3 separate regions of the Sus scrofa genome follow, and regions 2 and 3 are each linked to region 1. The links are chromatin contacts, called in public HiChIP or PLAC-seq maps. All regions are on one chromosome and are shown on one strand. Each heading gives the region's core, a stretch centred on a gene start, on an enhancer-like site or on the middle of the called end of the contact. The rest is flanking DNA. Distances are from core to core; before and after follow the strand shown.

What was found. HiChIP or PLAC-seq counts read pairs in DNA pulled down with a chosen protein or histone mark.
Region 2: a contact with region 1 is called in an H3K27ac HiChIP or PLAC-seq map of alveolar macrophages. The contact joins two enhancer-like sites. A contact is called at or near these places in 1 of 47 Hi-C or Micro-C datasets (embryonic fibroblasts) and 1 of 2 datasets of contacts at active chromatin or transcription factors (alveolar macrophages).
Region 3: a contact with region 1 is called in an H3K27ac HiChIP or PLAC-seq map of alveolar macrophages. The contact joins two enhancer-like sites. A contact is called at or near these places in 1 of 47 Hi-C or Micro-C datasets (embryonic fibroblasts) and 2 of 2 datasets of contacts at active chromatin or transcription factors (alveolar macrophages and skeletal muscle).

Annotation. Positions count from the first base shown.
Region 1 is chr14:67,024,112-67,027,373 of Sscrofa11.1, forward strand. The region is part of intron 2 of REEP3 (receptor expression-enhancing protein 3); the gene reads left to right. Among named protein-coding and RNA genes, the nearest start is that of JMJD1C, 59 kb to the left of the region's middle. Within about 2 kb of position 1,775, at least 4 of the 83 cell types and tissues checked have an H3K27ac peak or open chromatin away from gene starts, as enhancers often do. A contact at or near this core is called in alveolar macrophages, where this site is marked.
Region 2 is chr14:66,688,914-66,692,175 of Sscrofa11.1, forward strand. JMJD1C (probable JmjC domain-containing histone demethylation protein 2C) reads right to left here. Exons shown (of 26, transcript XM_021073644.1): 4 at 964-1,069. The coding sequence starts at 970. Among named protein-coding and RNA genes, the nearest start is that of NRBF2, 100 kb to the left of the region's middle. Within about 2 kb of position 1,773, at least 10 of the 83 cell types and tissues checked have an H3K27ac peak or open chromatin away from gene starts, as enhancers often do. A contact at or near this core is called in alveolar macrophages, where this site is marked.
Region 3 is chr14:66,714,224-66,717,485 of Sscrofa11.1, forward strand. The region is part of intron 3 of JMJD1C (probable JmjC domain-containing histone demethylation protein 2C); the gene reads right to left. Among named protein-coding and RNA genes, the nearest start is that of MIR1296, 100 kb to the right of the region's middle. Within about 2 kb of position 1,763, at least 11 of the 83 cell types and tissues checked have an H3K27ac peak or open chromatin away from gene starts, as enhancers often do. A contact at or near this core is called in alveolar macrophages, where this site is marked.

The sequences.
Region 1 (3,262 bases), core at 525-3,024:
ATGAAGTGAATCTACTTACATTTATTCAGTAAAGTAGGTGGCACATATGCTTTATAAACATAATTTTTGTCATGTCAGATTTCCTTATGTTATATATGATGCAGATTAGTATGTAACTTCACTGCTTGAAGTAACTGCTGCTATTATTATTATTATTTGTCTTTTTGCCATTTTCTTGGGCTGCTTCTGCGCTATATGGAGGTTCCCAGGCTAGGGGTTGAATTGGAGCTGTAGCCGTCGGCCTACGCAAGAGCCACAGCAACGTGGGATCCGAGCCGTGTCTGCGACCTATACCACAGCTCACGGCAACGCAGGATCCTTAACCCACTAAGCAAGGCCAGGGATGGAACCCGCAACCTCATGGTTCCTAGTCGGATTCCTTAACCACAGAGCCACGACAGGAACTCCCACTGCTGCTATTATTATCAAGTGATTTATACTCTTATTTCTTCTAAAAACAATTTCTTCATGATCATTTCAGGATCACATTACAGTAGATCCACTTTAGGAAACAAGATCCACTTAAATTTGAATTTAGACTATATAATTGGGGGAGGGATGTGTTAAACAAAAGCCTAACCAGTTCCTTCTAAAATTTAAAAATGTGAATAATTTGAGTACCCCTTGATATTTGGAAATAAATTGAAAGCATTCCCACAGTTTTTCTGCTAAGCTGTAGCTAGCCAACTGCAGCTGTCTGTCTTGTCCTTTTCTAGCTTCCACTGCAAATTCTTTGTAAAACATACATACAGAGAAAAAAAATTCTAATGGTAACATGTAAACCTAAGCGGCTAAGTCAGGGTTTTGCTAATATCTATGAAGAATTTTACCAACTCTAGTGCCAATGGAAATAGATTTTAAAAAACAGGGACAGAAACTGTTGTTTCCATTAAAGGAAATGTTGTTAAGTAGTAAATTGGAGAGAGGCCTAGCCACCTCCACCCTAATCCCTAGTGATGGAACAACTTAAAATCGTAAAAGCTACAGCAACCAAAAAATTTAATTGCCACCACCCTCACTGTGGGAGAATTGTGTTCAGAGGCAGCCAATGTTCTGCACCGCCGCCCCCAGGACCTCCACTCCCTCGCCTGTATCTTTTCAGAAACCATAACCTCACTACTTTAAAGAAAACCTTCAATAAGTTCCAAAAGGGAAAAAGAATAACTGAGTACAAGAGAAAGTCAAAAGTGCAGTACTAGACAAATTCAAACATAAATATGACAGTAATGCATGTTATAATTCATGTTATTGCATGTATTTGAACAGGAAGGAAAAAAATGAAATTCAACTCACAAAGTAAGAAAAATATCAAAATTCAAGGAACCTGTAAAGAAAATAGGATGACTAAGGCAATAAAACGCAGAAATAAAAATAAGAACAAACTCAAGAGAATTACAGTATCTAACAGTTGTTCCTGATAATAAGTCTCATAATATAAACACTTGAAATTGCTGCCGTAGAAGAGTAGAAAAAGGGTTGACAAAATGAGAAACAAGAAAATATTTAACCAAGTAATGCTAAACTTAAGTGCCAAATTAAGATAATATAATTGAGGGGCTTTAAATGAATGCCTAACGTAATTCCTTCTAAAATTTTAGAATAATTTTTTTATTTAAAAATGAAATGTTTTCGGAGTTCCCGTTGTGGCTCAGTGCAAACCAATCTGACTAGTAACCATGAGGTTACAGATTTGATCCCTTGCCTCCTTCAGTGGGTTAAGGATCTGGTGTTGCGGGGAGCTGTGGAATAGGTCCAAGATGTGGCTCCACCCAGCGTTGCTGTGGCTGTGGCTGTGGCTGGCAGCTGTAGCTCCAATTTGACCCCTGGCCTAGGAACTTCCATATTCTGTGAATTCGGCCCTAAGCCAAAAAAAAAAAAAAAAGTGAATGTTTTCTAATAATGTAAGATATACCTAATCTGTCTTTTTCTTTTCCTTTTCAGCTAAAGTTTACATTATTTAAGCAGAGAAGTTTCCCCTTTACACAAGGATCTACCTTTGGGATGTGCAGATATGTACATCATCCTTCCATTATGTAATTTTGGAAATATAGTGCCTCACCAACTACAGCTGTAATAATCAGATTGTCAGCCAGATTGCCGTCACACTGTGAAAGGTCCTCCTAAAAATATAAAAGCTAGAGCTGTTCCCAAAGATTTTAGCTAAGTAAGAAAAAAAAATCTTTCTGAAAACTTTGTCTAATTTTAAAAGCTCATGAGAGAGATTTTACTTCAGAAAGGTAATAGATTGTAAAAAGATGTTCTTTTGAAAAACCATAAAAATTTAAAATATATTGAATTACATAAGTATATGAAATTTTATCTATCTCTTGGTTATCAGACTAGATATAGACTGATTCCTTTTTTAAAATCACAGATCCAAACTCTACAGGTAAAAAAAGAAAAATTGTCAAAATGTCTTGAAAAGTCACAGAAATAGATTGAATTAAGTAGTTTCATTTAAAAATATTATATTAACTTCCAAAGGTTTCCAACAGCATCTTTTAAATGAATATCTAACACTTGAGTTTTATTATATTCTTCTTAAGAAGAATAAATTATTAGAAACAATTGGGCATGTTTTTGCCAGTGCTGATGATGTTTGAATATAATTTCTGTTCTTACTTTCTCTCTGTAGGAGGCAGATTTAGATTTGCTCTTTCAGAGAAGAATCTAAGGGCACTTCCACCTTGGGAAGGGAGAGAATTTTCATCTAGTGGTCAGTGTCCAGATAGCTCTGAGCGCTTAGGATGGGTAGACAGCAGGGGCATTCTGCATGGAACTTCTGGGTAGAAGAGCCTATAGGTGGAGTTCCCGTTGTGGCTCAGTGGTTAACGAATCCGACCAGGAACCATGAGGTTGCGGGTTCGATCCCTGGCCCTGCTCAGTGGGTTAAGGATCTGGCGTTGCCATGAGCTGTGGTGTAGGTTGCAGATGCGGCTCGGATCTGGTGTTGCTGTGGCTGTGGTGTAGGCTGGTGGCTATGGCTCTGATTCGACCCCTAGCCTGGGAACCTCCATATGCCGCAGAAGCGGCCCAAGAAATGACCAAAAAAAAAAAAAAAAAAAAAAAAAGAGCCTATAGGCTGCCCTTCCCTGGGTAGTTTTTTTAAAGTTTTTGTCTGTTCAGCTGGTTGCCATGAACTGTGCCTCTGAGCAGTGGGCTAAAAGCTCAGTTTCTTCTATTTTTTGAGGACTTTTTTTTTTTTTTTAATGATGACGTACCCTTATGAAAATAAGGGTACATTTTAACTGTTTACATTGAA
Region 2 (3,262 bases), core at 523-3,022, 340 kb before region 1:
GTCGAAGATGCGGCCCTAGAAAGCAAAACACTCATACAAAGACAAACAGCCACAACTTTGAGATTACTTTTACTAATGCTTAAGTTAAATGGGATGGAAGTTGAGGTTGGGATAAATATGAGAATTTAACAAGAAAATTCCTTTGAAAAAACATTTAGCTAGGGAATTCCCTTGTGGCACAGTGAATTAGGTATCTGCCCTTGTCACTGCAGCAGCCCAGGTCACAGCTGTGGCGCGGATTTCATCCCTGGCCTTGGAACTTCCACATGTTGTGGGGCAGAGCAAAAAAATAAAATAAAATAAAATAAAATAAAATAAAATAAAATAAAACAAAACACCAACCAAAACACTCAACTCAGTATTGATACTTCATGTCATATTGTCCCAGTTTCAGCCCAATTTCACGAAAAGTTTACATTTATAATATATGATTTTACTGACAGGAAAAGAAATCCCTAAGCATCAAAAATCTTAGTGGTTTGAAAACAAACTTATAACTTACTGAAAAAAAAAAAAAGGGAAACAAAATTAAGACTAGTATTGCGGTCACTGCTGAGGAAGGCAAACTGAAACAGGCCACTTTTATCAAATACCAACAGCATTCTTCATAGGAAATTAACTGTGGCTTTGGGCAACCCTCCACAGCAAACAATGATTCCTTCTCCAGGAAGGACACGCCTAAAGCATTCTGTAATGTGGAAATTTTCCCATCAACAAAACACCTGTGTGGTTAATTTCATTCCAGGCATTTAGCTCAAATTAGTTAGAAAGCTGGTGAAGTTGTCAACTTCCTATTGAAATTATTCTAATTTTGCTATTACTTTCCCTGGACTGTATATAACTCAAAATATTAGACTGGGTCTTCTATTTATATTGCATGTAACTGAACAACCAAAATCAAACATGAGAAATTGCCCAGTTTCAAAAAAAAAAATTATTAATGCATAACTTCACAATAGTTACCTTGCATAAAAATCTCCTGAACCTTTTGTTCCTTTACCCAGACTTTCACTTCTTCCTGAAGTTGCGGGTTGTCCCTGAGAACTGGGTTTAGGCTGTCTATGTCGTCCTAGAATTATAGATTAAAAAAAAGGTCCATGTTACGCTGTCCTATCATAAATGTTATCAACTTTCTCTCCTATATGTTCTAAGGACTGAAGAAAATTCCTTGATCTAAGTGTATGCAAAAATGCAAACTTAGAAGTTATAGTTCATTAGCAATAACAACAGAGCCTAAGAAATTAACCCATGGTAAGATTTGATCTTTGACAATGTCTTAAGACAAAATTTGAAATTTACAAATGTGTTTTCTAACTTTAAGTCTTATACAAGTCACCTTTTAAAGAGTTTTACTGTTAGAAGCAATATACAAACCAAAGAAAGAGCTTCAGGTCATCTAAGGTTGGAAGCCAAAGAATCTAGGTGAATATTTTAGTGACAATACATATATACACAAAGATGAGATACCTCTCCCCATAATGCCTAAAATATCAGCTGTAAACTACACGTTATAATCCACGATTTTGATTTAAATGTCATCAAATTAAGTTGTACTTGAACTCATCTGACCAGTAACTTCACTGCTAAGTTTTATTCTTTCAAGCCACTGTCAAAGCATCCAGGCAATTAAAATTACATTATTGATGGTATTATCCTCATAACAGGGTGGATCTAGACACAGAAACAACCGGTTCTCTCTCCTTGGAGATGTGAATCACACAGTCACATGGTTTCCCACAATCTGCTGGTCCCCCGCTGGACTCTTTGACATTCTGTTCTCTCTCTCTCAAAGCACCTCTGCTGCTCCTGCATTTGAGATCAGCGGCAGGAGCCCTAGAGTAGAGCTGGGAAGAACAACAAAGCAGCACTGTCAATTTGGCGGCCCTTTTAAAAGTGGACTAGCAGATCATGGAAACCAGTGAACAGAAGGAGCTAAATGAAGGGACTTTTACCTGGCAAATAAAAATAATTTGGCAATTTAATTTAGAAAAGGCAAAAGGTGGCTGACGAGTACAAAGAATCTCTATCAAGCAGGAAATACTTCACTCTTCTGCCCTAAAGTTTACCCAAGTAAATAAAGCACTTTTCTTCTCATCCCCTTACTGTGTTAAGGGACTACTCTGTATTTATGAAATAACATTGTGGTAAATACTCTGACATTTCATTTATGCCTGGTGAACATCAACAAACAGAAGTAAAGACCTTTAAAATTATCAACTATGTTTCTTGGAAAATATATAGAAATGCTGCTTTATAGCATAAAGTAATACTAAAGTGTATGGAAAAGTGTTATACAAAAAGCAGGTTAAGTCTGTATTTTAGGGGGAAGAAAGCACATGATACGTCTTCCTTTTTGTAAAGAAATTTTCTAGAAATCCCTTTTCTCTATCCACTTAATAATACACTGCATACTTAGTTAATCTCATTATTTTAGTAATAGAAAATACCATGGAGAGTTCAGACTCTAAACTGAAGACACAACAGGTAACAGAATAGTCTAACAGGCAAAACATAAAACTTTCCCAAGGAAAACCATTATCTTTTCCAGACTGTTCTGACAAGTATCAAGTTCTTTTAACATTTTTCTCACTTTAACTTCCATACACAGATCCAAGCTTAACTGTTTGGAGTCAACACAAGCCTAATAGCTTTCCTACCCGACATGAAAGTCCTCCAAATTTTTGAATGGTTTTATTTTTCTGCAGCCCTAAGTCTTCTCTAGTATCAACACCCACCTTTATTACAATTATTATAATAAGATTAACACTCTTATTCTAGAGATTTAAGTGGCATGAAGAAGATGGGAACTTGCCTAGAAAAATCACACAATCACATGGATGTCACAACTGACTTGTACAAAATTTACTATAATCTACTGTTTTCAAGGCTTTATTTATTTGAGAGGAAGGAGTATGAACTGCTATTAAGGCAGCATTGCCAATACTTTATAGACCAGTATAGGTGTGATTTAAAAAACCAGTACCAGAAAAAAAAAAAAAAAAAAAGAAAGGAGTCCCTATCATGGCACAGTGGTTAACGAATCCGATCAGGAACCATGAGGTTTTGGGTTCGATCCCTGTCCTCGCTCAGTGGGTTAAGGATATGGCGTTGCTGTGAGCTGTGGTGTAGGTCACAGATGTGGCTCAGGTCCCGAGTTGCTGTGGCTCTGGCGTAGGCTGGCGGCTACAGCTCCGATTGGACCCCCCAGCCTGGGAACCTCCATATGCCGCGAGAGCGGCCCAAGAAATGGCAAAAAGACAAA
Region 3 (3,262 bases), core at 513-3,012, 310 kb before region 1:
AATAACTTGAAAAGTCTGGGGAGATTGTGCATGCAATAAAACTAGTGAAAAATTTAATATTACATTAGGAAAAATGTCAACTCTAGAAAAAGAACAATGTGCCGAAGAAAAGAATAAAGTGCAAATTAAGAGATACTTCCCATTTGATGGCTCACAAAAGCAGGGTAGTATAACATAAGTAACATTTTGGAATCTAGATGATTATTAATCAGGTTTTTGGCTCAAGTTCTATTTAGGCTACCTACTATCTGGGTGAACTTAGGTGCAACATTACAACTTACCTAAATCTCACTTTCTTTGCCCATAAAAATTGCCATTACATATTCTCTCCCTTCCTCACATTTTTTCCTTCTTTTTCTTTCAGCTTTTCATTCTCCTACACTCCTACCTCTAATTTTACCAAGAAACACAAATATTAGATTTAAAAGGTCCTCTAAAGGAGAGGGAGTGGGTGGGCAAATTGACACTGACATACAAAAGTCACATGGAAACTAGTATTATGAGAAGCAAAACTATGAGTAAGCAGAAGAAACCTGCCTGCAGAAAAGTGACTGAGGAAGGGTGGAAGAAGGAATAAGTGACTTGAGTTACTGACTTTCTAGTTCCTAATTCCATTTTAAATAAGGTTCAGCTGTACTTTTCTGGAACAAATGTATCTTTATATCCCTGCTGTATCTTTATATCCCCACCTCTTTTTAAAAAATTAAATCTAGTTTAAGTGAGTTTCCATTTCTGCTACCTATTCATTGTAGCCTCTCAAAGACTTGTGTAGAATAAAAATATATATATACCCTTAGAGCATTACACAAAATAAAGATAATGTAATCTATTTTCCTCAGAAGGTAAACATAAGAACTAAAATAATACAAATGGAAACATTCTGGAAAATGATGAACCTTATAAGTACAAAATGTTAACACACAAAGAAAATTTCAATTTAGAGATTTTAGATAACATGTCTGTGCTTTAGTAAGAATTCGCAGTTGGACAAAAGGAATAAATAAATAGTACCAACTTATTTTGATTGGCAGAAAGAAACCAGAAAAATCTTTCTCAATGGTAAGTAGCTAAGTGGTGGCTTAGAATCCTTGGAATCTGATTCTACAAGCATAATTTCACATACTTTAAATTCATAACAGCAGCCACAAAAAATTAAAAAGAGACTGGCAGATTTTTCAGCATATGATCATAGCAGATTTGGGACCAGGAGAGAACTACTGCAGACCGTGACTTATAAATGTTTTTAATCTGAATATTGCAGAACAGCTCACACTTGGGCCAAATTTCAGGCAAAATAACATGTTCCTGGACTTCATGAATACATTTTCATCACATCAAGTTTTGCAACCAGTTTTTACAAATGAAATACTCCCTTTTTAATAGCAGCACATAATACATAGAGCATACCTGATGTGTGGTATCTTAATAAGCACAATTCATAACTATTTTTGAAACTGTGGTAATATAAAATCAAACGAGAGAAAAAAGGAGTATGTAAACAGAATGCAGAGCAAAATTACTGAATATTAAAACATGATGTACCAATCTGAAAATTTTAAAAAGCCTACTTAAATAAGGAAGTATAATGATTCTGTTTTAGCTTCTGGTTCCCTTTTTCTTATGGTCCATCCTACTTTCTAGGCTTCAACTTGGCTCCACTACTGCAAGCTGTCACTTCTGACTAGAAATGGAATAAAGCCAAGCACTACACAATAGCAGCTTCCTGCTTTGGCCTCCTCTCCTAGACCACCCCCAGGCCAATGCCTGCCCACAGATGCTGATCCTACCAAGCCAATAATCCACCAGCAATCAGTTCACAGCTATGGCTATGATCTTGTGTTTTTTATACTCTTGGCACAGTGTATATCCTATAATTTCACAGTTCTCATTTTTACTGACATTATGGCAATAAAGCACCTCTAAATTTCAGTCAAATGCTAATGTGAAGGCAAAGTGAAATGGAAAAGGAAAATGCATATAAAACTCAGGGACTAATTGAGAATGTGCTCAAATTCTGTCAAAATATAATTCAGGAATAGATACAGAAAAATACAGAATATAAAGGTTTCAGTGAGTACTACTAACCCAAACAATCCTGTTATTCTAATTTTGCATAATTTCAATTTGCCTCTGGCACTGTCTGGCTCAATACTTCTCTTTTGAGATGGATTTCAGTTGAATGTCTCTTATCTCTGAGACTAAAAATCATTAGACAGGGATTGACTTGATTAGGTTAATGTTGGTCAGAAATGGTTGCTCTTCCACCTTGAGCAAGTTCACAGAATTACGGCTCTAAATGTTAGAAACTTCAAAAGTCATGTAGTCCAACTCTTTTTTTTCAATGCTTAGAAGACTTCCAAACTTCAGTACTACATTATCATGTCCTCTCCAGAGCCAAAGAAAGAAAAACAATTCTATAACTTGCTGAATATCACTTATACTTTTTGAGATGAAATAACTATCAACAGCAAGCAGAGCTTATGACTTTCCCTGTGGAAAAATGGATATGCTGTGAAGAGTAATACCACAGTAGGGTTCTGCATCTTTTCTAATACCATTTTCTTAAAGTAATAGTTTAAGAAAACAAATGTAATCTTATCTAAATATACTTCTTAAAAAATAGAAGAGGGAAGAAGAAATACTACTCAAAAAGACATATTCTACAAACGCCACCATAAAGACACATTGACTATGAATTATACTGATACTGAAAAAGTTTCTCTAGCACCACTGCAGAAAAGAATGTTGAGTGTTTCAGAGAAAACAAGATGGATTGTTAAAAAAAAGGCGCATATGGAATTCCTGTTGAGGTGCAGCGGAAACAAGTCTGACTACGAACCAAGAGGTTGTGGGTTCGATCCCTGGCCTCACTCAGTGGGTTAAGGATCTGGCATTGCCGTGAGCTGTGGTGTAGGTCGCAGACACAGCTCGGATCTGGCGTTGCTGTGGCTCTGCTGTAGGCCAGCAGCTGTAGCTCTGATTAGATCCCTATCCTGGGAACCTCTATATGTCATGGGTGCAGCCCTAAAAAGCAAAAACAAAACAAACAAACAGGCAAACAACAAAAAAAAAGAGGTACAGAGGATGGCAGAGAAATGTCCAATGATTGCATATGGTAGGAAGAGAAAGTTTCAAGTATTTACCAGAAAAGTTTGAGACACCATCTACAAACAGGAAAATTAGAGTATGTCCAAACAGCAACTCTACTGAGCAGCTTTCATATAGTACTAAGCACTTAAATGTATCATTCACTTAATATTTC